3 separate regions of the Rattus norvegicus genome follow, and regions 2 and 3 are each linked to region 1. Evidence: chromatin contacts called from public Hi-C and HiChIP or PLAC-seq data. All regions are on one chromosome and are shown on one strand. Each heading gives the region's core, a stretch centred on a gene start, on an enhancer-like site or on the middle of the called end of the contact. The rest is flanking DNA. Distances are from core to core; before and after follow the strand shown.

Region 1 (4,610 bases), core at 1,055-3,554:
CCCTAGACTAGAGAGGAGTTCTCCCCCACCGTCTGTTCACTCTAAGAAAGCTCCACCCATTCTAGTTAGCAAAGCAGAGCTCCTTAAACAGTCCCAACCTCTGGCACCAAACTCATGACTGTCCCGATGGGTAGCTTAGAATATTGTAAGATGTTTATTGAACAGAGGAAACTGCAAGGTAAGGGGACGTTAGAGCCCCTACAGGAAGCAGTTGAGTTTGTCAGGCTGAGGAGGGAGGAAGTTGGGCACCATCAAGATTTCCTGAACACTCACCACTGGTGTGCCTGAGGCTTTGAAGCTCCCGAGACTGAAGCATGAGCCCCTGCTGCCCCACTTCTTTCCTGGGACCTCAGTTTCCCTGGGTAGATCCATGCCTTCTTTGTGGTCATAGCAACATACCAGCATCTGAAGTGCTTTGACAGAGGGTGGACTCGAGGCCCAAACGTTTCCCCTTGAGATCTGTGCTTGATTTGTTTTCAGAGAACAGCGTCTTTACACCAATGGCCTGGGAACGGAGAACCGGGGCTGGGGATGTAGCTTAGTGATAGAGGAAGAGAGTGTGTGAGAGCAGTATGAGGTCCTGGATCCAAAGTCCAACAAAAAGAGAGAGGGGGAAGGAAGGGAGGGAGGGGAAGCAGGGTGGGGAAGGAGGGAGGAGAGGGAGGGAGGAAAAGTAGGGAGGAGGAGGGAGGGAGGAGAGGGAGGGAGAGGAGGGAAGAAGGAAGGACAATAGAAAGAGGAAAGGAAAAAGAGTTCTGCTGCAATGTTTAGCAGCTAAATAACACCTGTGTCTTCGTTTAGACTTTTCGTTACCTACTCTTCAACAGTCAGTACCAGACAATTCAAAGCCCAGGCTTTGAACTACCTGCTGATTACATAACCTTGGGCAAATAAATTGTCTCTGTGTGCCTCAGTTTTCCAATCTGTAAAGTGGGAGAGACAAAACACCTGCTTCACAAGATTGAGAGGATTACGTGAGTTAAACTATAGAATATTATTCAGAACAGCGCCTAGTACACAGTAAAAACACTCTGTGTGTCAAGTATTACTAATACTTGAAAACAATAATACCCAGCTACTGCTAGGGGTGGTGATGCACATCTGTACTTTCAGCACTAGAGAGGCTGAAGCAGGAAGACCAGGGGTTTAAGGGCAGCCAACATGAGCTGCATGAGTCTCAACACAAAATCAGTAGAGAAAGGTGAACAGTCACCAAGCTACAAACCCTCGGATCTACGATGGTGACCAGCCTGCAAGATATGTTGGTGCAACAGTGGCAGAGCACACGAGGGGGTAACCAACCAACATCTGATTGATTTAAGGCCCACACTGTGAGACGGAATCCTTGCCTTGGGTTGTCACGAACCTGAGACGAGGTAGACCATAGACTTAGGGCGAGATCAAATACTACAGTTCTGCTAAAGGGACATAGCAATAACATGACTCCTAATGGCATCCTGCTGTACTCAGACCAGCGTCTTCTCGCATGGCCATTGTCAGAGCAGCTCCTTCCTGCAGAAGATGGAAACAGAGATATAAACAGCTGGACCGTGTGCAGAGAGTGAGAGGACCTCAGAACACACATGTGTGTGCACACATACACATACACACAAGCACACACACATACATACATGTGCAGACACATACATACACAAAAACACATATACATACAAGCACACACATGTGCACACACATAAACACACACATATACACAAACACACACATACACACAAACACACACATACACACAAACACGCACATGCACACATGTGCACATGTACACACATACACACAAACACACATACACGCAAGCACACACATGTGCACACACATAAACACATACACACAAACACATACACACATGTGCACACAAACACACACATACACACATGTGCACATGTACACACACAAACACAAATATACACACATATACATACATAAGCACACATACACACATACACACACATACATGCACATATACACACATACAAACACACTAATGCACACACATACACATATATACACACATTAAAAACACACACATACAAGCACACACACACACACACAGAGGAATCCTATTAAAACCCAAAACTGGGGAGATGTCTCCATCAGACCCCTCCCCTCAGGGATCAGGGAACCCCAAGGAAGAGGAGGCAGAGAATGTAAGAACCAGAGGGGACAGAGGACACAAGGAAACAGGGCCTTCTACACAGCACATTGACTCGCAGAGGCTATGGCAGCATTCGCGGGGCCTGCATGGCTCTGCACCTGATGGGGGCCGAGGACTGAGAGGAAAAGTGGGCACAAGTTCCACCCCTAGCCCAGAAGCTATCTCCAGTTGATAACCACTCTCTGGGGAATCAAACCACTCTTAAAGCCAGGCCCCAGAGCCTATGCCCAGCAGTAATGACCAACACAAGATGAATACAGTGGCACCTTGAGACAGACTTTGTCCCATAATGTCATGCCAGTCCCCTCTTTTTTTCTTTTCTTTTTTTTTCAGAGCTGGGGACCGAACCCAGGGCCTTGTGCTTGCTAGGCAAACGCTCTACCACTGAGCTAAATCCCCAACCCCGCCAGTCCCCTCTTTTAACCTTACATGTTCCTTGCATATACATTGTGGCTTCTGGTTTTGTGTTTTTAATGGGATTCCTGTGTGCGTGCATGTGTGTGTGTGTGTGTGTGTGTGTGTGTGTGTGTGTGTGTGTGCGTGCACTCACACATCACATCTACATGTGTTCCTCATGTTATTTCTTTGGTTCTTTTTCTTCTCTTTGTTTTGTCCTATTCCAATTTGTTTTTTTTTTTTTTACCTTATTTTATTTTATTACCATCCCTTGGAAGCCTGAAAGGGTGTGGATCCAAATGGAGAGGAGAAGGAGGACTTGGAGGATGGGAAACTAGAATCAGAATAGATTGAAAGAAAAAAATCTATTTTCAATAAAAGGGAAAAAGGAAGAAAATAAGGGAGAAAAATTAATATATAATATGGAGACCCACTAGGACCCCCCCCCCCCAGGCTCTTCCCAGGATGTCAATCTTTCCCACAGCCACTCCTAAGGGACACCCCAGCACAGACTCTTTCTGTGTGGTCCATCAGTGCCACCAGTCACACAAGTCACCCGGCTCCCTCCTCCCTCTATCCTCAACTCTGGAGAAAAAACAGCTGAAAACCAAACAAGAACTTGTCCCCGAGGAACTGATCCAAAGGGCTCAAGGCCTGGCAGTGCCAGGGAAAGGACAAAGAACACACAGGCTTGTCTTTGTCATGACTGACCCCTGCTCACAGCCAGCTCTATGAGAAAACGCCTTTCTTTCCCCGAGGTAACTGAATCCAGTTGTGGATTGAGGTTATGTTAATGAGGTTTAAGAAAGCTGTGTGTCTTAGATTTGTGTGTTCCAGATGAGCTTGCCTTCTTTCCTTCTTTCTTTCTTTCTTTCTTTCTTTCTTTCTTTCTTTCTTTCTTTCTTTCTTTCTTTCTTTCTTTTGGTTAACTCCTGCTAGGCAGGATCCCTGGGCATCCCTGGACAGTATAATCCTGGTGTGCACTCACCCGAGATCTATGTTGGGAGTCCTTTAGACTGAGAACTGGTCCAAGACAAGCCCTCTGAACACTGAGTTCTGCTCTTTAATAAATAGCCTTGAGGTAATTGTTCAAACAACTCAATTTCCAGAAAGACTTTAGATTGGCTTTATTGTGATTCCTTCCCGATGGAGCTTCTTTCTCTGATTAACTGCTTTTTCTGGGGACCCCCCCAGGAGACTTGGGGGTGTCTGGAATTGCTGGCCATGTCAGATTTTGTTTTATCTTGTCTCGGGGCTATTACTGCTTGCTAACTGTGAAGAAGGGAATGCAGTAGATCCTGTTCTAGTCTCCGCCACCCACCCACAACAGGACTGCAGGTCTTGCGCCACCCAACTGCCGGCCTGCCCCGGGGCCGTCATTCATCCATTCTTTGCCAGAAGCTCTTCAGAAGCGCAGACTCTACTGTTTTCAACATGACTTTGGTGGTCTTTTTTTTTTTTTTAGGTTTATTTATTTGTTATATATAAGTACACTGTGGCTGTCTTCAGACACACCAGAAGAGGGCGTCAGATCTCATTAAAGATGGTTGTGAGCCACCATGTGGTTGCTGGGATTTGAACTCAGGACCTCTGGTAGAGCAGTCAGAGCTCTTAACCGGTGAGCCATCTCTCCAGCCCGACTTTAGTGGTCTTACATTGGCAAAACACTCCTCATGGGAAACACCAAAAGCTGTGAATTCAATTAAAAGTAGAGAGGTTTCTTCCCTAGACAGAAAAACAAACGATTCTTGGTAGCCATACTGGTTGCAGGATTCTGTGTGTGGACACTATGGTGTGTGGCAGTCCCTCCTGCCCTCAAGCCCCATGTGCTCAGTCCTCCGGTTTCTGCTCTGATGACTGCTTGATTACCCGTGTCACTCGGGGTGTTTGACACACGTAAACATGTCACAGTTTAGTAACTATTTGTAGCGGTGTGGCAGAGTACAAGGGGAAGCCATAGGGCAGGTGGACAGGCACCAGTGACAATGGGGCACAGTGGCTTCCTCGGCCTGATGGTGACAGGAAGACAAACAGCCATGTTGAA
Region 2 (4,610 bases), core at 1,352-3,851, 270 kb after region 1:
CACCCGATGTCTTTGTCTTGGTATATCAGAGAGTCTCTTGTAAGGGAGGGTCTCTATGTAGCCAAAGGCGACCTTGAATATTTCGGCCACCTCTTCCTCTTATGGAGTCCTGAGAAAACAGGCATGCACCTCCACATTTATGTGGTGCTATGATGGAGTCAGGGCTTCCAGCTTGTTAGGCACTCTGCTAACTGGGCCACATCCCTTTGGGGAATCAAAGAAATTTCATCATAGACTTTGGTACCGTATGCAAATCTTATGATCTTCTCCGCCTTTGCCTTTTCCTCCCCCCCCCTTCCTCTTCTTCTTCACAGTGTCTCACTACGAAGCCTTGGCTGGTCTAAAGTTCACTCTGGAAACCAGTTCCAAATGCTGGGACATCACAATTGCTTGTGCCATCACTCTCAGCTATTTTTGTTTTAACGTGTGGTCCACAGACCATTAATGTAGGTGAAACACCTATACACGTAAAAATAATGAAATGAAAATAAAGATTTATGATTTATTTTCACAGCTATTATTACTCTATCTAGCTGGAATACTTAGGTTTGCTCTAGTTTGCTTTAGTTGTGCAATGGTTGCTTGCAAATGGCTCCTTGTTATTATTTTCTAGTAGATTCTCAACTGAATTCCTTAGACCAGAGCATCCGTATGATCTACTCATTTGCTATCTGTCCTACCCTGAACTTTCCATAATTAGATCCCCGGAGCTTCAGGGATCTGGAGAAACCTTCCAACTCATTGTGATACAGCTGAAATTTGAAGCCGCCTTACTTAGCTAGCTCCAAGTAGTTTTCGCCCCGCCCCGCCCCGCCCCGCCCGCCCCGCCCCGCCCCGCCCCGCCCATTGGCAGTGGCAGTTGGGCTAAAGTTTTTTTTTGGTTTTTTTTTTTTTTGTTTGTTTGTTTGTTTTTAAGACAGGGTTTCTCTGTGTAGCCCTGGCTATCCTGGAACTCACTCTCTAGATCAGGCTGGCCTTCAAACTCAAAGATCTTGCCTCTGCCTCCCGAGCGCTGGGTATAAAAGCGTGGGCCACCACCGCCAGGCAAGGATCCAGGGTTTTTATTGAAGGTTTCAGGCAAGCGCTCTGCCATTGAGCTACATCCCAAAGCTTGCACTTCATTTTCTCATCCATGTAAGGTACAAGTTTACAACAGAATAACAAAAACTTACTGTATATAACTTATGTAACCGCAAAATGTTCATTTCTGAAACAAAATGTTACCTCTAAAGGATCTTTTACAAGAATTATGGTATAAAACATGGCATGGTGGTGTATACCTTTAATTCCAGCACAGGCAAAGGCAGGAGGAGGCAAGCCTGATCTACAAGATGAGTTTCAGAACAGCCAGGGCAGTTATAAACAGAGAAACCCTGTCTCGAAAAGCCAAAAAGAGAGAGAAAAGAAAGCAATAAACTTTCTCATATAAGCTTTTCATATAAAAGAATAATAAGGAGCAGATTGTTAAGTCACTTGTCGCCTCCTAGTGGCAGTGTTTGAATATTGCGATCAATATCACATTTAAAAACATAGAAACTGTTTCTGGATCCCTTCTCCCTTCTTATTTAGTTAATAGTATTCAAAAAAAGCCTTTTAAAAAAAGTTAGTGGGGGAAAAATAAAAAGGGGGTGGGGGCTGGAGAAATAGCTCAGCGGTTAAGAGCACCGACTGCTCTTCCAGAGGCCCTGAGTTCAACACCCAGCAAGCACATGGTGGTTCACAACCATCTGTAATGGGATCTGATGCCCTCCTCTGGTGTATCTGAAGACAGCTACAGTGAACTTGTGTATGATACATTTAAAAAAAAAGTGGGGCACGTGACCATGCAGGCACTGTCATAAGACAACATGAAAAGCAATCCAGTCACCAGCAGCTTTAGCACGAAAAAAACCTTTAGTTTTAGCTGTAGAGAGAAGAAACAGGAAAACACAATGAAAACCTTCTTCAAATGAAAAAGGACCTAGCTGTGACCAGACCTAGAGACGTTTTGTGGTCAGCTTGCAGCCATACCTACTCGCAATGACTAGGTATTAACACCAAGGTTAGTTCTAATCTTTAAACAAGGAATAAAAAGAAACCACTCAGACTGCGTTCTCTCCCTCTCGAACCTCAGAGAGGATCGAGAACGATCATCAATGGCCAATAGCAGTTGCAGGAAGCAACACTAAGAGCCGGCTTCACGCTCAGGAGAGAACGCTACGTCTCCTCCTCGTGGTTTCGGGTGCTCTACACAGTCAGAGAAACTTCTCTAGTAACGAACTATAGAAATGATCCCTGAAAGTATAGTCTTGCCTGAGCACTGCCAACCGCCACGACGTCACACGCGGCAGCCCATTTTTTACAAATGGTGACATTTCCCCCCCCCACCCCGCAATAGTCTCCAAAGAAATACCACACACATGCATTTCGAAGCTGAGTTTATATAGTCTTTTGCAAAAAAAAATCATCCTGAATAATTATTAACTGTAAACTAACTCAGATTTACGTCCATAATTAACATATCGAAGATGGCAGCCAATCATACGCCAGTGTCTTCAGTCGCCCAAACAAAACCACTTCCGGACCGGTTTTTAAAGGGTGTGTGCGGTTTCTTAGGTTGCATTTTGTTGTGAGATGGGTGTTTGTTTCCTCTCCTTTCCGGATTGCACCCTTGCAATCTTCCCCGGGTAACATTCGGTAGCATCGCTGCTGCGTTTGTGTGAACTATGTAGCCACCCTGGCCTAGAGTTTGCGTTAATCTTCTTCCCTCCGCACCTTTAGTTGCTGGGATGAAAGGTGTAGGCCACCATTGATTCTCTAGTCTTATGTGCAGCAGACAATGTATGTGAGGTTTTTAAGTAGGAGGTGGATGCAGTTGATTAGCTCATCTCAGCTACTTACTGAGTTCAGAGCAGCCTGAGCTCTATGAGCCACGTTCCTCAAAGTGGGGCTAAATATCCTAAATTCCCAAAGCTCGGAGCGTGTTTTAGTCTCCACGAGGGAGCCCCTTACGGAAGCCTGGCGTCGCCATCTTGCTCCCTGGCGAGGCGTGTGTGCGTCATGCGCCGCAATGGCCGGATAGGGGACGCCGCTGCCCGTATCTAAGATGGCGGCTGCAGGGGGCGTGGCCAGCGATGGAGTCTCTGAGCGCTATGGCGGCGGCAGTGGATCCCAGTTGGGAGGACGAAGATGAGGAGGAGGAAGAAGAGGAGATAGAGGAGGTTGTAAACGCGGGCCAGAGGCCTGCAGGGTCGGCGTTCTTGGCTGAGCCACCCCAGGGTGGGGAAAGGAGTCCAGGATGCGGACAGCGTGAGGGAGGCCCGTAGATCGCTCGCTTGCTTTCAGAAGCCTGAGAAGCCTTGGAGGGCTAGCTCCAGTTCGGATTTACCCATTCTAGAAAGAATTGAGGTAGTCTGGGCTGTTCCAGAGGTAGTAGGTTTCCACCAGAAACTAGATCGAGTTTTCGCAGAGGAATTTGGGGCATTTCTTGTTTACTGTCCCCTATTAACCTTATTAATACAACCTTACTAACTTATACTTATACGTATACAACCTTATTAACTTTGCTTTCTTCCACCAGGAGCAGTTTGTTCTGGTGGAATTGTCAGGAATTATTGATACAGACTTTCTCTCCAAATGTGAAAATAAATGCAAGATTTTGGTGAGTCTTAGAATTCGGGGAGTGTTGTAGCTACAGAAAGCCATCCCGTCTTCAAAAAACCTGGAGAAGACACAATCTATAGTATTAAGTTATTGCCTGATGGTGGTGCATACCTTAATCCCAGCACTCTCAAGGCAGAGGCAGGAGGATCTCTTGAGTCTGAGGCCTGCTTGGTCTGCAGAGAGAGTCCCCAGGGCTATTACACAGAGAAATCCTGTCTTGGGGGCTGGGGGGGGGGGGATGAAGTTAATTGTTATAAAAGTTTTTGGGCAAAATCCTTGGCTCCAAATATTTAAACAAGCTAATTTCTGCCACTTACCCAAACATACCAATCAGAGATTAGTAGTATGGTGGACATAGCAAGTTCCAAGACAGACAGACCCATAGAGAGACCCTGTCTCAAAACAACAGAAAGTCTACTCAGGCATAGTGAACATACTCTTAATCCCGCTCAATGCATGGGAAGCCCAAACAGGCATATCTCAGTGGGTTGAGGCCAGCCTGGGCTACATAGTAAATTCCAAGCCAGCCAGGAAACAGAAACCCTGTTGAAAAAACAAACAAAGAAAAACCCTGTAAAACAAAAACCAGAGATGAACAGCAGGATAAGGGAGATTTAAACAGTGTGGCCATGTTGGAAGGAGATAATCCACAAAGGGCTGACAAGAACTTTGATGTTATATAGAAAAGGGAATATGGAGGCAGAATAGGTGATCTTGGCCAGACCTATGGTCCTGTTGATCACCATTTTGGTTCTGGTTCTGTAAGGGGTTCTAGAGAAATTAAAAAAAAAAAAAAGTCACCCAAGAGGGAGGGGCAAAATGGTTGCCTTGATATTACTGCTCCTGCTGTAGTCTACGTCCTGCCGTGGGTTGGTGAGTGAGTGGTCTTTCAAAGCTTCTGTTATTTGGCATTAATTCAGGTCTCTTGTCAGAAAGCTGTTTATTGATCAGTTTTGTTTTTCCTATCC
Region 3 (4,610 bases), core at 1,093-3,592, 260 kb after region 1:
AGAGTCAAATTTCTGCCCAACTTCTAGAAGTGGCCCCAAAAGTTCTCCATACAGGGGTGGTGTGTGTGTGTGTGTGTGTGTGTGTGTGTGTGTGTCTGTCTGTCTGTCTGTCTGTCTGTCTCTAGTTGTGGTGTGACTTATCCTCGTCCTTTAGCACACACCTTTAATCCTTCTGGCTAGATTATAGACATGGCCTTAGTACACACCTTTTACATTTTTAAAATTTTTCTTAAATTTATTTATTTATTATATATAAGTACACTGTAGCTGTCTTCACACACACCAGAATAGGGCATCAGATCTCGTTATAGATGGTAGTGAACCACCCTGTGGTTGCTGGGATTTGAACTCAGGACCTCTGGAAGAGCAGACAGTGCTCTTAACCACTGAGCCATCTCTCCAGTCCCCCACACCTTTTTCTTTTAAAAAAAAGGTTTATTTATTCTATATAACCACACTGTAGCTGTCTTCAAACACACCAGAAAAGGCATCGAACCCATTACAGATGGCTGTGAGCCACCATATGGTTGCTGGAATTTGAACTCAGAACCTCAGGAAGAGCAGTCAGTGCTCTTAACCACTGAGCCAACTCTCTAGCCCTGGTACACACCTTTAATCTCAAACAAAAGAGGTAAAATTACTTCATAGAAAGAAGTATCCATGTTTGAAAGTGATGTCCAGTTGAGTGGCAGACAAAGTGAGAAATCAGAACTCTGTGAGTTCAAGGTCCGTCTGGTCTACAGAGCAAGTTTCAGGACAGAGAAACCCTGTGTTTAAAAACAACAAAACAGGGGCTGGGGATTTAGCTCAGTGGTAGAGCGCTTACCTAGGAAGCGCAAGGCCCTGGGTTCGGTCCCCAGCTCTGGAAAAAAAAAAAGAACCAAAACAAAACAAAACAAAAACAAACAAACAATGCCCCCAAACCAAAACCAAAATAAATAAAAAACATTTTTCTTTCTTTTGCTTTCTTCTTTCCCTTCATTTCCCCCCTAGTCCCATCCTTCCCTTACATTTTATCCTCTTCTGAATTGGTAAAGTACTCTACCAGAAGGCTTTCCCTAGGATGAGCTGAGAGAGGCTATAGGCTGTCCCACCAAGATCAGAGCCTGTGACCCCAAAGCACCGCCCTTCCGGAAACCAACATTTGAGTGAATTTGGTAAGCAATGAGCTGGAATCCTTACAAGCAAGTCTCTTTCCTGTTGACCGTGCCCACCATGGAATATTAATTTAGTATCTTGGTTGTGACGTACCAGGCATACAAGGTGCAAGACACCATAAGTGCTTCTTCGCTGAGCTGAACTCCAAGACTAACATGGGAATATAGGGCGGCCTCGCTGTGCTGAGCCACCAGGGTGCTACAGTTAATAAGAGTAAGCCATCAAGGGGTTGGGGATTTAGCTCAGTGGTAGAGCGCTTGCCTAGGAAGCGCAAGGCCCTGGGTTCGGTCCCCAGCTCCGAAAAAAAAAAAAAAAGAACCAAAAAACAAAACAAAATAAAACAAAACAAAAAAAAAAGAGTAAGCCATCATTAAAGTCTGTGAACATCACAGTACTTCCTAGAGGGGGATGAACCTGATACGTGGGCCACCGATTTAATTAGCATAAAGAAACATAAATATTTGTGAGAAATGACATTGAAAAACTGGTTTCACAACTCCCGTATAGTACTCGCTCGGGAAGTCATCGTTTGATGAGACCTACAATCTATCTGCAAGACGTTTTGCACAGTAAGATGGGACAGAGACTTGAACAAGGCTATATCCCTCCAGGAGGGTCACATAGTGGAAACTGGTCTCATACAGATAAGTGCCTAACGAAGGGGGGAAGCTCACAAACCCAGACAGGAACCGGGACTTCCTATCTGGAGAACACAGTGCGCTCTTTTCACAGCAAGCGCTAGCAGACTGCTGTAACAGTGGGTGCAGTGAATGACGCTGCAGTTCCAGCTCTGTCCGCATCCTACGCCGCTCACCGTCCTCCCTTCTCTCTCAACCACAAGACCCTTTTGTTCCTGAAGAGGATCAAGGCTGCTGGCATTAGGGGGCCTCGGGGTTATGTGGCCCAGTCTTCCTATTTTTTGACGCAGCCTAAAGCAGCTGAAGAGCTTGCTTATCGTGTCAGGGTACAGCTCAGCGGTGGAGCGCTGGCCCAGCACGTGTGGGGTGGAAAAGCGGCCCTGAGTCGTTTTCCTTTTGCTTCTTTATTGCGAGTGGTCCCCATAGTCAAGTTTTATGTTCTGCTGTATGTTTCTAGACACATCTCTTGTTCTTCTTCACGACCGATCCAGAGTGTGACCTTGGGAGCAGAAAGTCAGCCCTGTTCTCTTCAGTGGACTCGGCTGCCAAGCCCAGCTCTGCAAGGTTATGCTCACAGTGAAGCTTTGTTCCTTCTCTGGGAGACCGCCAGCCCTGTTAAACACAGCAATCACGAGAAAATGTAAACTACTTTATCTTAGTGTGTTTTACCCTTTTCCTCCAAGCTTTCACAGACAAACGGATGGACAGACAGACAGACAGACAGAGAGACACACACACACACACACACACACACACACACACATATTGAGATAGGATCTCACTCAGGATGGCCTGAGACTCACTGTGTAGCCCAAACTGGCTTGGAATTTCTTGTGATCCTCCTGCTTCAGCCTTACAGGGAGATACGTAACCTAGCAGTTAAAAGTTCAGTGTGTGTGTGTGTGTGTGTGTGTGTGTGTGTGTGTGTGTGTGTTTCTGTGTGTATATGGTGTATGTGCATATGTGTGTGCATAATGTGTGTTTCTGTGTGTATATGGTATATGTGTGTTGTATGTATGTATATATGTAGGGTGTGTTTCTGTGTGTATATGGTATATGTGTGTTGTATGTATATATGTAGGGTGTGTTTCTGTGTGTATATGGTGTATGTGTGTGTGTGTTGTATGTATGTATATATGTAGGGTGTATTTCTGTGTGTATATGGTGTATGTGCATGTGTGTGTGTTGTATGCAAGTATTTATGTAGGGTGCGTTTCTGTGTGTATATGGTGTATGTGCATGTGTGTGTGTTGTATGTATGTATATATGTAGGGTGTATTTCTGTGTGTATATGGTATATGTGTGTGTGTTGTATGTATGTATATATGTAGGGTGTGTTTCTGTGTGTATATGGTGTATGTGACAGCTGTCAGAGGTTGTTTCTCTACTTCTACTTCTACCTTGAAAAATTTGGGGATTGAACCTAGGCAGCTCTACTGAGATGTCGTGCTGGCCCTAAAACAACTCCTCCTCCTCCTCTTCCTCCCCCTCTTCCTCTTCCTCTTCCTCCTCCTCTTCTTCTTCTTCCTCCTCTTCCTCCTCCTCCCTTTACATATATGAATACATCGTCACTCTCTTTAGACACACTCAAGAAGAGGGCATCAGATCCTATTACAGATGGTTGTGAGCCACCATGTAGTTGCTGGGAATTGAACTCAGGACCTCTGGGAGAGCAGTCGCTGAGCCATCTCTCCAGCTCCTTCCTCTTCTTTTTGAGACAGGTTCTTTCTATGTCACCCTGGCTTTCCTGGAACTGACAGAAATCTGTTTGCTTCTGCCTCCTGAGTGCTGGGATTAAAGATGTGTGCATCTCACTTGGCAAAGCATCCACTTTAAGTGAAACCGAGGAGTCCAAAAACCTTGGGAATAAAATTTTCAGTTCCCTCGGGAAGTATGCTGGGCTCCTCAGAGGGAGCTGCTGACCATGTGCCTTTAGTCAGTGATGGCCCTGACTGAGGGAGGGTAAGTCTGCAGCTGAGTCAGCTCCTGGGACAGTGAGCTGAGGAGATAACAAGGCCAGATCTGAGCTTGTTCCAAAAATTCTCCAAGGCCTCACCGAATATAATAAAACTGACATAGCAACCAATCAAAAGTGTACTAATGTCACTACACTTCCTCTACCAATCGTGTTAGAGGTTACCTTACCTAACCCTTGTGGAAAATTCCCCCAGCCCTGCATAAAAGGGGCCAGCTAGCCCCTCAAGTCATTGCCATTTTGATGAATGGTTGACCCCTGCGTGCTGGTGGTTTCTGCAGAATAAACACTCTTGGTCTTTGTATACTATTTGAGTCTGGGGTCTTCCTTCAGTGATTCTTGAAACCCAACAAATATGTTTGCATTTGGTATATAATATAATTCTCAATGGAAATGTATGTGTAGTTTTCATAACTTTGATTTCTATTATGTGTATATGGGTGTTTTCCCTGTATGTATGTATGTATGTCCTGCGGTGTGCAGGATGTTGGGGGACACCCATGTTAGTTAGAACACGGTTCTGTGTTCTGCTTGTGGCATCATTTCATGCAATACAGACCTCATGTAAAATAAATAGAAAAAAAAAAAACAAACTAAGCAAAACCTGTTACAATGGATAGGTAAAGTCCTGTCTTCCCCTTCCTAAAGTGTGTCCAAAGTTAGCAGGGACTTACAGAAAGCCACCACAGTGCCTGTTTGTTCCTGGGCTACAGTCATGTCCACATAGAATAGCCCCTGATGTGACTGGTTGGCAGTGGCACATGACTTTAATCCCAGTACTCTAGAGGCAGAGGCAGGCAGATCTCTGTGCGTTTGAGATCAGCCTGTTCCACAGAGCA

The links. A called contact is a pair of places that touch in the nucleus more often than the background predicts. HiChIP or PLAC-seq counts read pairs in DNA pulled down with a chosen protein or histone mark.
Region 2: a contact with region 1 is called in a Hi-C map of liver, with 5 times the contacts expected there. The contact joins the promoter of Gtf3c6 here to the enhancer-like site in region 1. A contact is called at or near these places in 12 of 12 Hi-C or Micro-C datasets (the A7r5 cell line, the Rat2 cell line, Schwann cells and 7 more) and 1 of 1 datasets of contacts at active chromatin or transcription factors (oligodendrocytes).
Region 3: an H3K27ac HiChIP or PLAC-seq map of oligodendrocytes shows a contact between it and region 1, with 6 times the contacts expected there. The contact joins two enhancer-like sites. A contact is called at or near these places in 1 of 12 Hi-C or Micro-C datasets (the A7r5 cell line) and 1 of 1 datasets of contacts at active chromatin or transcription factors (oligodendrocytes).

The regions. Positions count from the first base shown.
Region 1 is chr20:45,495,160-45,499,769 of GRCr8, reverse strand. No RefSeq gene overlaps it. Among named protein-coding and RNA genes, the nearest start is that of Slc22a16, 30 kb to the left of the region's middle. Within about 2 kb of position 2,304, at least 48 of the 93 cell types and tissues checked have an H3K27ac peak or open chromatin away from gene starts, as enhancers often do. A contact at or near this core is called in Schwann cells and prefrontal cortex, where this site is marked.
Region 2 is chr20:45,220,879-45,225,488 of GRCr8, reverse strand. It overlaps Gtf3c6 (general transcription factor 3C subunit 6), which reads left to right and starts at 2,601. Exons shown (of 6, transcript NM_001108537.1): 1 at 2,601-3,200; 2 at 3,560-3,640. The coding sequence starts at 3,114. LOC120099037 (small nucleolar RNA U3) reads right to left here and starts at 2,290; the gene lies at 2,077-2,290.
Region 3 is chr20:45,239,138-45,243,747 of GRCr8, reverse strand. No RefSeq gene overlaps it. Among named protein-coding and RNA genes, the nearest start is that of Gtf3c6, 19 kb to the right of the region's middle. Within about 2 kb of position 2,342, at least 53 of the 93 cell types and tissues checked have an H3K27ac peak or open chromatin away from gene starts, as enhancers often do.